2 separate regions of the Oryzias latipes genome follow, and region 1 is linked to region 2. The links are chromatin contacts, called in public Hi-C maps. All regions are on one chromosome and are shown on one strand. The core of a region is the stretch at or near the end of the contact, and the rest is flanking DNA. Distances in the headings are between cores, read along the strand shown. Region 1 overlaps ntmt1 (N-terminal Xaa-Pro-Lys N-methyltransferase 1). Region 2 holds the start of LOC101160707 (carnitine O-acetyltransferase).

Region 1 (6,591 bases), core at 2,157-4,656, 99 kb after region 2:
GTTTACAGCTTCAACAAGTGTGATGGAAAGATGGAAGGACTAATGAAGAGAAAAATGTTGAAGAGGATAAAGAGTGGAGATGTAGAAGTGCTGCCACAAGTGGAGGATGTCAAGTATCTTGAACGGGGCGGCTGTGGTGCAGAGGTAGGGTGGTCGTCCTCTAATCAGAAGATTACAGGTTCGGTTCCTGCCTTCCCCATCCATGTGCCGAAGTGTCCTTGGGTAAGACACTGAACCCCACGTTTCCTCTGGTGGTTATCGGTTGGCACCAGTCTTCAGCAGTGTGTTCGTGGGTGAATGGGATTGGGACTGCAAAGTAGTTTGGGCCTTTAAGGAAGGTAATAAACCGCTACATAAGTATACGCCATTTATCTTGGGGTCTTGGTCACAATTGAGGGAAGATCGGAGCGTGAGATTGACAAGGGGATTGGTTTGGTGTCCGCTGTCCGGTGGTTGTTGTACCAGTCCATTCGGGTGAATGGGGAGCTGAGCCAGAAGGTGAAGCTCTCAATTTACAGGTCGATCTTTGTTCCAACACTTTTTGAGGTCACAAACTCTGGGTTATGACCAGAAGAACTAGATTACGGATGTAAGTTAGCTCTGCAAGGTGGCTGGACACTCCCTTAAAACTTGGTCACCAGGAATGAGCTTAGAGTGGAGCCTCTTCTCCAATTCCCATTGAGAGGAGACAGTTAAGATGAGTCTTGTGGGTCAGAGTTTCCTGGACGTCTCCCTGGGTCGGTGTTCATGTCACAGTGGTTAAACAGCCTGAGGAAGATCAGGACACGCTGGAGAGACGATGGATGGATGGTCTTGGAAGATCTTGGGATTCCCCATTAAAACTGCAGGAAGTGGCTGCTAAAGGAAGGTCTGGACATATTTGCTGAGACTGCTGCCTCTGTTGCTTGGTCACAGATAAGCAGGAGAAAGTGGACGGATAGGTGAATGGAGAATATTTCCCATAAAACTTTTTTCAGTATTATACAAAGGACTGAACTTACATTTAGATCATCTAAGTTTTCACTCCACATGTCATAAACTTCAACACAGAGATAAGCTGTTTTCAGCTCTTCCTGCCAGGCTGGGGGGCACCTCATCCCCACCTTGCCCCCTTCCCTCTGTGGACCACCCCTCACTGCTGTCTAATGATGCTGACAAACACAGAAAGCACCTTATACAAAGCTTTTAAAGGCTTGTGGGTCTACTAGGGGCAAAAACAAACTGGATAAATGAAAGATTTTGTTAAATATTGTATTGGTCATGTCAGAAACAATCAAAATAGATGCATTCATCATAGTGACACTGAGACATCTTCATGAAAACTCTGCTGATGTGACAGATGGTTGCAGATGCATGATGGGTACTAAAGCATAGCAAAGCCCTGCATCAGTGCAATGTCAAGCCTTTGGTCCCACACAGAACCCAAGCTAGTCGCCCCCAATGCTGCACTGCCCTCCAGTGGTCACTTTACAAAGCTGTCCTCAGTCCTGGAACGGCCGGCCGCTTCCTGTTCAGTTTTCAAAAGGTAAATGTTGTGGGGAAATAGTAACCTGATGTAAATACAATCTCCAGGACATAAAGAATAAATATATTTAATAGTTTTCCAAAAAGCTGAAAACAACCAAATGTTTTCCACAACCTCAGAGGATAATTCAATAACCACAGGAATTGGCTGAAACCAAATGCAGAGGATTGAGTCAGGAACTGCATCTGACATCAAACCCCACCAAACATGTGAATCACCTGCTGATTCGATTTAACGACCTGTGGAGCAGGTAAACGAGGGGAAACCTTCATTGTTGCAATATTGTTGCATTTATGATTAATTCAAAGGATCAGAATTTAAAATGAATGTAACCCTGAACGAACAGAGCAGGAACCGTAAAGAAAGCAGGCAATGATGACGTCAGTGTTACCCAAACAAAGTGAAGTTGTTGTAGAATTTATGATCAATGGATGCAAATCTGAGACCATACGAATGCTGATGAGGGCAATTCTCTAAGTTATGACATCATTCTTTTGTTATTTCATCTTTATCTTAACCTTTTAGAAAATAATAGGCTAAAGACTTTTTTAAATCTGAGATGATTGTTTTAAATAGCAGAATGATGTACAGTATTGGTGGGATTGTTGGTGTTCAGGAACAGAGTCTCCACATAGATGCTTCATAGCCCTGCAATGGGTCTCCTGACTAGAATGTGTCATTTCCTGCAGCTCACGAACAATTAGAACATTACCAAACATTACAAAACATGGAACTGAGTTGAACATTAGAAAATACTGTTTGACATCATAAATCTGACAAAATCTTTGAGTGATTACAACCAGAGGACACAAACGCAGAGGGAAACAACAAAAACCAAACCAAGTCAATAAGGATATTATCACCAAACTGAGCAGAGACATGTCTTCATTTATTTCTCTTTTATGGAGCAGGGACAGTGCACATGAGCAGATAATACAACAGTTTGAAGGTTGAAATAGAGAGTTTCTAAGCAGTTCATCAAAAATGACACGTCAACTGATGAATTCTGATACTGAAACAGTCCAACTGTGATCCAACAGTCTTTACATTGTTTGACACAGCCCTTAAAGTGCATCGGTGTTGGATTCAAGGCAAACTTGCAGTTCTTAAATGTGTAAAAGTTGGACCCTGTCTTAGGGTGGGGTCTGTGCATCTGTAGGGGACTCATAGCCCCCCGGGTGGATGCACCCGCTCTACATTTCAGCTTGATATGTTCCCTCGGTGGAGGTTCACCCCTGTGAAGGATTTTCTACATGCATGTTGTAAATGTAAAGTATTTCCTTTTTTCCACAGATGTCTAGAACAGCAGGGAAGCGGAGCAGCGATGGTCTGACCTCCATAGTCACCTGAACTCATTTCTGCGGATGTGACGTAATAATGGAGTTACACAGAAAATGTTTTGATAAAAAACTAACCGTAAAAATGTCCCATTAACCACGAAAAGCTCGTTTCCGGCGTGTCACACCACAGACCTCCACCAGGGGCGCTGTCGCCAGTTCTTCCCGCGGTGTCTAAATAAGGAAATGACGTCAGAGTGCACGGTTTTGGATGAGCTCCTGAAATGGAAGCGTGAGTCCCGGGGTGAGGGCAGCCGGCCTGGGGGAGACGACAGCGACCACGCCGCAAACGCTCGTGGAAGCGGACCGGGACGTGGACTGAAGGTCAGACTGGAGGGAGGTTCGGGCTTGACCCGGCTGACCCACATTATTCAGATGAAATGAATGACGGTTCTGCTGTCACTTCGGACGGTTCCAAAACCAACTTCTTCAAGTTCTTTCTGAGGCGGTAAACGCGTGATAGCGCGAGCGCGCCGAGGCTATTAACAGGGACCACGCGCACGCGCTCGTGTGTTCCACGTGCGAACCGGTGGATTCATGTTTTAATGCGATCAGACGGAGCTGCAGCCCAGAGAACCAACCGGAAGTGGTTTCAGTGCCGCATCCGAGAAGAGTGGAGGACGTTCAGTGAACAGAAATGAACGTGTGTGTGTGGGGGGGGGGGGGGGGGGGGGGTACTGCATGTGTAACTCACACAACACACAATACTTTGTGTACCTGCACGTGCGTGTTCGTATGTGCATTATATCATAACGTACAAACACAACATACAGTTTACACACACAACCAAACTAACCACCAGTTGTAATCGACTCCTACACGCACATCTTTAACGGGACACACTGATGGCCTGACACACACACACACACATTTACACACACGTGAAGGGGGGTTGTGAGACCCTCAAAGGTCTCCAGATCAGTTTTCTGACCGGTGGCTGTGAACTTGGTGAATAATATCTAAAAAACGCCACATTTTCCACGTTCTGGAACAGATGTGGCCTTTAACTCCGATGTGGAGGAGGAAACCGTAGACATGTTTGTTCCAAGCACTCATTCCTTTACCTGTTTTGAAGTTTTCCAGAACTCGCGGCTCCCTCTGATCCGGGTCCTTCTCCAGACCCGGAGAGACGCGAGCTTCACGCTGAAAACCTTAAAAAAGGATGAGTGTTAAAAACACTTTTCTTTTCTTCACAATCTATTGTGGGTCTATTTAGTCTCCAGAGGACGGTGACCCCAGAAAACTGGTCCTTTAGAGACAGCTGTGGATCAGCTGTGGTCATGTGACCTAAGGTCACATGACCTTAGGTCACATGACCTCCAGTCACAGCCGTCAGAGAATGACTCTGATCTGTGCAAAAGCTGCGTTTGTGAAATGGAAGAAGGAAAGTGAATCTGTCTGTCAGCATCTGGGAAATGCCCTACAGCAGTGTTTTTCAACCTTTTTTGAGCCACGGCACACTTTAACCCTGCCAAAAATCCTGCGGCACACCAGCATCCAAAGAAAAAAAAAGCAGAAATTCATGATCTTTATTGATCAAGCCCCCCCCCCCCCCCCCCCCACGCCCCCCGCAATCTAACGTGCATTTTTGTGATAGTTGTGGTGGAAAAAGCAGGAAGTTGGGCCTTTAGATAATTAAATAAATAAAATTTAATTGTATAATCTTTTATATTCCTCACTATTCAGTGTTTTATCAGGGCCTGTTTGGATGAACACAGAGCTGATTTCCTGGAGATGGGAAATGTTTTTAGATCAGTGAATGAGGACAATTTCCCACGGCGCACTTGACCATCTCTCACGGCACACTAGTGTGCCGCGGCACACTGGTTGAAAAACACTGATCTAGAGGATCAGCAAATGCTCCTGAATGTCTTCCTAATGCTTGTCCATGTCTTAGAGGTGCTTCTTTCAGGAATGTCGGGGTGTTTATTACTGAAGGATTCTTCCAGAACATGGATGGAGATTCTTTCCGGTCCACGTCTGTTGACTGTCCTGTGACCCACTTTGGGTTTCTTGGGTCGCTGCAGGATGGGGGACAAAGCAGAGGATGAAACCAGCTTCTACTCCAACGCTGAGGGCTACTGGAGGGACGTCCCCCCCACGGTGGACGGCATGCTGGGGGGCTACGGCAGCATCTCCAGCATTGACATCAACGGATCAAAGGCTTTCCTCAACAAATTCCTTGGTGTAAGATGTCAAAATAAGATGGTTTAGACGGTTGATTGGGGGCCCACTGACCCCCCCGTGGGGTAGATCTCAGTCCGGCCTCTGGTTGGAGCACTCACAGGTCAGTCAAAGGTCACATTTCAGTCCTGGACTTTCAAATTCCTGAACACCATTGGATTCCAAAGTGAAGGCTTTTCCAAACCTGTTTGGTTTGATGGAAAATGATTGACAGGTGACTTAACAGACCAAAAGGTTGAACTTTCAGCACCAAAGCGGTTTTTTGGCTGAAAATATCAATAACAATGGCTGGAAGGAAACATATGGCACCTCATTGGACCTGAACAGGAATTTGAATTGCATGATGATGTTTTAAAGCAACACTGAACAGGACGACTTCAGCGTTTAAACCTCCAGTTTTCCTTCTTCGTGATGAACCGGCGTTACAGCAGACATGCAGTCTGACATCCACAGCTCAGCATAGAAACATGACAGCAATCATCGCTGATCACACGTTTGATTTATTACTGACCTTTCTCAGAACCGGAGGTCACCGATCAAAAACACTGAAGCTGAAAAAACGACGTCCAGTTCAAAGTTTAGAAGAGACCGAAGGGTGGGCGGGGCCTGAAAAGGGGAGTTTTAATGTTGGACCATGTTCCAGAGGTGGGGGGGTTGGCTGAACCCTGCCCCACGGTGACCAGGTGCTTAAACCTAAACACTGAGCTTCATCTGTGATGGCAGTGCAGCCATGATGTGATGTGAACAAAAAAGTCTCAGTTTGGGTTCACTAGAGGTCACCTGAGGCCGGTAACTTCAAGACTTCAGGTCCACCATCTCACCCAGTCCTGCTTTACACTTTAGTTTTATCCATTGCTTTTGTTCTAATCCGGATCGGTCCAAAGAGGCCGGATGTTTGCTGGAACAGATCCAGGCGTCCGTGTCCGGCGATCTGCTGACATCAGCCACAAAAATGTGTTTAAATATAAGAAGTAGAGCTGAAAAGAGGATTAGTGTTTACGTTTGACCACTTCCTCTAGAAGCTCAGATGTTGGACGAGGTCCGCCTCTGCAAACTTCTGATTGGCCACACCCACCAGGAAACCAGCAACAGGGAGGGGGGGGGACTAACAGCAGGACAGCAGCCTAGAGATTTTCTCAAATTCAATCCTAATACGTTGTTAAACCGTTTCTAAATGAGATCTATTGGTCTTTGAACATTCCATCTGGATTGAGGTACAGCAGGTTTATGAGACTCGAAGGTAAAACCGACCAATCACAGCATCAACACACACGTGATGTCATCAATGTCCATCATTCCAGTCCAATGTGTGGACAGACTTTGAATAAAGTCATGTGACCATCCAGTGTCTAGAATGTTCTAAGAATGTTCCCTTTGGATTCTTTGGATGTGGAAAAACAACAGTGGTGAACTTTAGCAAACTAACATGTGAATGGATTTGACATTCATTCTAGTTTATATGTTGGTTTGGACACAGATTTCATTAACTTGATGATCTGGAAGAAATCCAAGAATCTGGAAAACTGTTCAGTAGCAGGAATTTCT
Region 2 (6,001 bases), core at 792-3,291:
CCAACCCAGGGCTGGAATGGACCACCACCGGCATCCGGTACTCCAGGTAAGCCACCTGAACCCACCAGTCTGACAACTGCAGAACGCAAAAGACCAGCTTCAGTCCCTGTCAGCCCATTATGCTGCGTTTGCTTTTCCAAAATGAGCAAATGTGAAATACAGACTAGACATAAACCACACAGTGGGGGGACTTTACCCAGTTCTCGGCCCGGCGGGCTCGCTGTTCAAGGCCTTTCTGCAGCCTCTCTCCAATCCCTCCGGCCTTCTGGAACTCTTCCACCAGCGTCTTCGTGTGCTGGAGGTCAGCGACATCTGTGATGGGCTCCAAGGCAGCGATGTAACGCTCACAGGTCTGCTGCAGAGGGGGCACGGGCAGAGTGGGCAGCCCCTGCTGGTGGGACCGGTACCTCCCAGAGACTCGAGTCCCGCACACCGGCTTGACAAAGTGGTGAGGTCTGACAAATCCACAAGCTTTGGCCATCCCCACCTGCAGCAGGCAGACAGAGACGTCACCACGGGTCTGACCGTCACTCAGAGCGTCAATCTCTTTTCCTGTTGGCCGTCATCTTCAGAGGATGCTCAGCATCCAGAGGGTTCTTACAACCAGATGGAGGCCTTCCAATCCAGATATTTGGGAACCATCAGCTACACCATGCAGACCACTAAGAGTTTTAACTGGAATGAGTTCTGATTGAGACATTTCTGGACTAGTGAGGACAAAAGTTCACTGCTGTACGAAAAGACAAAGAGCTGCACCAAACTAGATCCACGTCACCCAAAGGGAAGTCTGGGTGACTTTTTGATTTCATCCAGACTTTACTCGCAAACTGCCTCAAAGTTAAGACTCTGATGTATTTAAATTACTGGTCTATTTCCCCCAAAGTATTCACAGTCATTTGGCTTTTTATCAGACAGAAACAAACATGTCAGCTTACTGTCAGGAACGTCTGTGCTCAGCGTTTGAATCCTTCACCATGAACAAACAGAAGAGCTCACAGCACTGACCTGCAGCCATGCTGAACGCCATGACTGTCTTCAGACGCGTGTCTTAGTGCTGAGAGGCAGAGAACAGTCTGATGCTCTACAGCTCATTACTCTGCAGAGGTTCCTGGTCTCCTCCTGTTGTACTGTACAGTATTCTAGCAGTGAGGGTACTACAAGTATACTTGGGCTCTGCTAAAGGGAGGCAGCAATCATGGATTGATCTGCTCTTCCAGACGCTCAAAGCTCTTCCAGTGTGTCCGTCATCCATCCTTGGTGATGGATGATCAGCTCAGCTGCAGACTGACAGTCCAGCCCCTCTGACCATCACCGGACACTCTGCACCAGTGGAGCCGCGGAGGGGAAGTGTCACATCAACAGGGGATCGAACCGCCGACCCTTCACTCATTGACGGCCTGCTCAACCACCTGAGCTCTGGTTCACAAACAGAACTCTGAGATGTGAAGAAATAACCGTTTCCTCCTAAATGTTAGAGTGAGGATGGAAAACCCGCAGCGTTCGGCGTCGTCACGGACGGTGACCGTGGCCGTGGCCGTGGCAGAGGAACATGTCTCGGAACAACAGCCAACAGCTTCCAGGTGTTCTTCTTCACCTGAACATCTTTATTCACTTCACGGTCTTAAACGTTTAGCAGAGCAACACGAAGAACGAGGCTCGACGTCAATCCACTAGTGGTCACGTGCCTGGTTGGGTCGGTTTTTGGCTAGCTGTACACTGACCTTTGACCCGGCTTAGGTTAGCCTGAGCTAAAAACAGCAGCTAGCATTAGCTTCTCCGTTCCACCTCAGACACACAGCAGAGACCGATCACCGGGAGCCTTCTGTCCGCTACGGGCAGCGGTAAATGTCCAGGCGGAAGAGGCTCTCGCCGGTAAAGTCACCAGGATGACCGGGAGTGACCCCGGAGGCGCCGAACTCACCGCCGTTCTGCTGCAAATGCCCCACATACTGCCCTCACGGAAACGCCCCCCGCACTGCTTTCACCGCCCTGGAGCCGCCCCCTCAGCCACCGGAGTTCCGCTGCGCAAACCTCAGTGACGTCACCAGAGACCAAACTACCAACCTTTTTTTCTGAATCTGTTCTGGTTTTAATTTTGTCTAAGATATTTTTTTTATAACAGAAACTTTACTATGAACTAGACAACAGCTAAAAGAAACTGTCCAACCGGAACATCAGCATTTATTGTTTTGTAATCTGATTTAAAGCCCAGATGGTATAAAACAAGGTTGTGCATTGGACCATTTGTACTATTTACCCAAAATAATAAACTGTTGAATAATAAAAAAGAACATTTTTGAGCAAACTGTGTAATTCAAAGTATAACACGGCATCAAAAACATTAATTCTGATATTTACATTCGATTTGGTGATTCAAAAAATCTGACCAACATGTCTTTGTGTGCATACGATGATAAAATAAATGAAAATTTGGCTTAACTGGCAATTAAAAAAGGTCCAATTCACAACCTTTTGTGAATTGATGCAGACGACCAGGAGTCAGAGTAACCCATTACAAAAGTAATGTAAAGCACTGACATGTTACTTTTCGGTGTGACAAAGTAGCGTAAGACAAAATGAAATACTATTAAGGTATTGTTTTAACATAACATGTAGCTACAATCATACTCCCATAAACAATATTATTTACTGCTAATGTTAAGCTGAAAAAATCCTGCTTGGTTTCAGGGACCAAACATTTTCACTTCATATTTTTCTCTTATTATTGTGAACAGTATTTACAATGTTTTCTAGGTTAAGTATTTTATGTATGTATTTGTAGAATTCTTTGCATTTAGGATGCACACGGACCACCTGAGGCATTTAGTCTTTGCTCTGTTTTCATAGGAAGCCAATCATTTTCTGGGCCAGACTGCCTAAAGGGGGAGGTCGTTCCTCCAAAAGGGCTTCCTGTGTTTTCATTTGGACAAAAATACATCACGTTACCAGCAGGCATTACTGCACCACACCACCCCTCATCCATCCACTGATGGAGAAAATCCCCCTGAACATGCAAACTGCACACGGGAAGGTCTTAGCCGGGATTCGAACCATGCCAAAGCCCTAACACGTTTCCCCGTGCAGCCCTTCACCCCTCGTCTAATTGTGGAATACTTTGCAGTTCTTGCATCTGTTTTGTGTTACGCTTTACCTTTGCAAGTTTTCCAGAGAAAGTGACTTCAAAATAACACCTCTTTTGTAAAGCGTCTCAGTTTGGAGACAATAATACTGTACAGGACAATGAAAGTTTCTGTGCTGTATTAATGCCATTGCCTACACGAGAAAAAACTCCAACATGTCTGTTTGTTAGAACCAGGCTTGAAGATGAAAGATGTGGAGCATTTTATGAAGCCTTATTCTCAGATAGGTTTCAAAAACAAAGAAATTCTGAACCTCTTGGTGACTCAAAATCAGATTATTGTCAGCGTAGCCGGTTTTCAGTGTCGGTTAAGCGGAGTTTCATCTGTAAAGTGAGGAGCTCAGAGACGCGTTTGGGTGTAGAGTGTAGAGTTGTGTAATTATCATTTGCTTACACACTATTATCACAATAATATGATTGTCTCAGTTCTTTCTTTCAGTAAAAAAACAATGATGTAAAAAGTTCTGACTATACAATATATGATATTCCTGCTTGACTGAATGACCCACTTTTATGTTATCAACCAGATAACATAAAATAGAACCAGTGGATCCACTGGGAGGACAGAACTCCTCTGTGACAGACAGGCTTCTCCTTCTGCAGAAGTCTAACAAAAATTCTCTTCTCCTGTTTGGTTCTTCTCTTTGTTAGGGAAAAGTCCTAACCCTGACAAGACGACCACTACTTTATTCTCCTTTCCATTCTCCTACCCAAAAGTCCATTTGTCTCATGACATCATGAACCTGTCATCCGAACACCAATGCTGAAGGTAAACTGTTATATACGCCCCCTCCTCCAGGAAAAACATCCCGTTTCTACATAAAACACAGATGAAGAATTGAAGTGGACATCTGCAGGGACACCAACGTCTTCATCAATGGCTGCAGAAATCCTGCAAACCACCCATCAATAGATAAAACATTAATAAATCATAAATCAAAGAAATGAGATTCCAAACATTTGGAACGTTATCAATAAACATTTAACTCACCTGTTCCATTGAGTTTAGTGGGTCTGCTCTGCTGCTGTGTGGCGTTCACTTCCTACTCTGTATGTACTTCCACTTTAATCTCAGTTTAAAGTTTTTTTTAATTTACGACTTTAAATCTCGTAATTTTACTTTCCTATTTTTTGTGCGGCCTTATGTGTCAGAGTTGTGTGCTTTTCTGTCTGGTGGTGGCTGTAATCGCATACTCCGCCGCTGGGGGCGCTGTGGAGCGTTAACAGGTTTAAACTGGCAGAGAAACACACGAAGAAGAAGAAGAAGCTCGTCGCCATGGCGGAAACAGAGCAGCCGTCAGGTAAACCGAAATTCATTTCCCGCTAGAAATCAGACTGGTTGACTGCATTGCCTTATGTCTGCTGGACAGCTGGCGCTCCACGGGGAGCCCTGCTGACGTCATGCCTGACATGCGCATTCGGGCTCCTGATCAGCAGCGCTCTGTTTAGAAGCGTTTTTGTTTATAAAACCTGTCCGATAATGGATGCAGGCGGTCCGCTTTGACAGAACATGCCCGTCGGAAGCATCACTGATTCCACATTTGTTTCTGTAAATCCACGAGTGGAGGAGGCTTTTTTAGAATGACTAAAGTTAGCTACTGGCTAATAGTTTTACAGTCCTCCCTGTTAAGCAGCTCCTCCTTAAACTGGATGCTACACTTTTCATGAATCATCATTAAGACAATCGTTTCTCTAAAAGCTTCAGTTTTGACCCAAACAGACTTAGTTTGTGCTTTTGTTTAGGAAACAGCTTCACATTTCACGATTCTAACATGTTCACATCAGTCCAGAAAACTTAAGCTGAGACTCTCAGTTTCAGTCTTGATTGACAGGTGGTATCAGCTGATTTTCCTGTGGCAGAAGATAATTTGGCTCATGAGACGTTCAGGGTCCTGTTAACAGAAAGTTGTCCAAACTGAACCTTGATGACATTAAAGTTGAGTTCACTGGAAAACGTAGCCAAACTAAAGTTTCCTGTTGTACCTTTAGGATCGTCTCCTGAAGATGAAGCGTCTGACGCCACAGCCGGAATCGCCTTCATGATCCCCAAGAAGGAAATCAGCACGGTGCCAGACATGGGAAAGTGGAAACGGTCTCAGGTTAGACCCGGACTGGTTTTTTAGCAGTGCTTTTCAGTTCCAGCCTGTGTTTGGGAGCAGGATGGATGTGAAGTCACCTGAAGGCATTAAAGCGTCAGGTAAAGTGTCAGGAAAGCTGGTCTCACAGTGGCGTCTGTGTTGCAGGCCTACGCCGACTACATGGGCTTCATTCTGACTCTGAATGAAAGCGTGAAGGGGAAGAAGTTCACCTGTGAATACAAGGTTTCTCAGGTTTGCCCTTTTTTATGTCTTAGTGACATTTTGCAGTCTTGACATCTGAACTCGGAGCTGTTGGAACCAGAACCGGACCGTAGCTCTCAGGAAATCTGGTCCACAGTAAAACGATGAAGATGCACCGGGACTCACATGTGTGTTGGTTTAATTGGAACAACATTTGTCTGCTTCCGTCGCTGCTGTGCTTTTGTTGGGACAGACTGTAGAGAAACTGCTGGATCTTCTGGCCACTCTGGATCAGTGGATAAACGAGACTCCTCCCATTGACCAGCCGTCCCGCTTCGGGAACAAGGCCTTCAGAACCTGGTTCTCCAAACTGGATCAGGTTAGGAAACATCCATCAACTGAATTCACCTTCTGCTCTGAACCATTGACTGTACATGAGAACTGGACTGAGTGACTCCTCCCCCCTCACGTTCCAATGACCGTTCTGGATTTGATCCCTTTTATTAACATCTTCTTGAAAATCTTCTTTTAAGGATATTTTTTAAAGAACTATTTTTTATAACTCTGCCCCACCTTGGATGTT

What was found. A called contact is a pair of places that touch in the nucleus more often than the background predicts.
Region 1: a contact with region 2 is called in a Hi-C map of embryo, with 2.1 times the contacts expected there. The contact joins the enhancer-like site here to the promoter of LOC101160707 in region 2. A contact is called at or near these places in 2 of 5 Hi-C or Micro-C datasets (both in embryo).

Annotation. Positions count from the first base shown.
Region 1 is chr12:30,158,410-30,165,000 of ASM223467v1, forward strand. ntmt1 (N-terminal Xaa-Pro-Lys N-methyltransferase 1) reads left to right here. Exons shown (of 7, transcript XM_023960817.1): 3 at 2,819-2,896; 4 at 2,996-3,186; 5 at 4,890-5,049. The coding sequence starts at 4,891. Among protein-coding and RNA genes, the nearest start is that of ndor1, 18 kb to the right of the region's middle. Within about 2 kb of position 3,407, at least 7 of the 8 cell types and tissues checked have an H3K27ac peak or open chromatin away from gene starts, as enhancers often do. A contact at or near this core is called in embryo, where this site is marked.
Region 2 is chr12:30,060,356-30,066,356 of ASM223467v1, forward strand. It overlaps LOC101160707 (carnitine O-acetyltransferase), which reads right to left and starts at 2,042. Exons shown (of 14, transcript XM_020699938.2): 1 at 1,922-2,042; 2 at 197-487; 3 at 1-76. The coding sequence starts at 1,948. It overlaps ptpa (serine/threonine-protein phosphatase 2A activator), which reads left to right and starts at 4,336. Exons shown (of 10, transcript XM_023960751.1): 1 at 4,336-4,440; 2 at 5,129-5,238; 3 at 5,383-5,469; 4 at 5,672-5,797. The coding sequence starts at 4,416.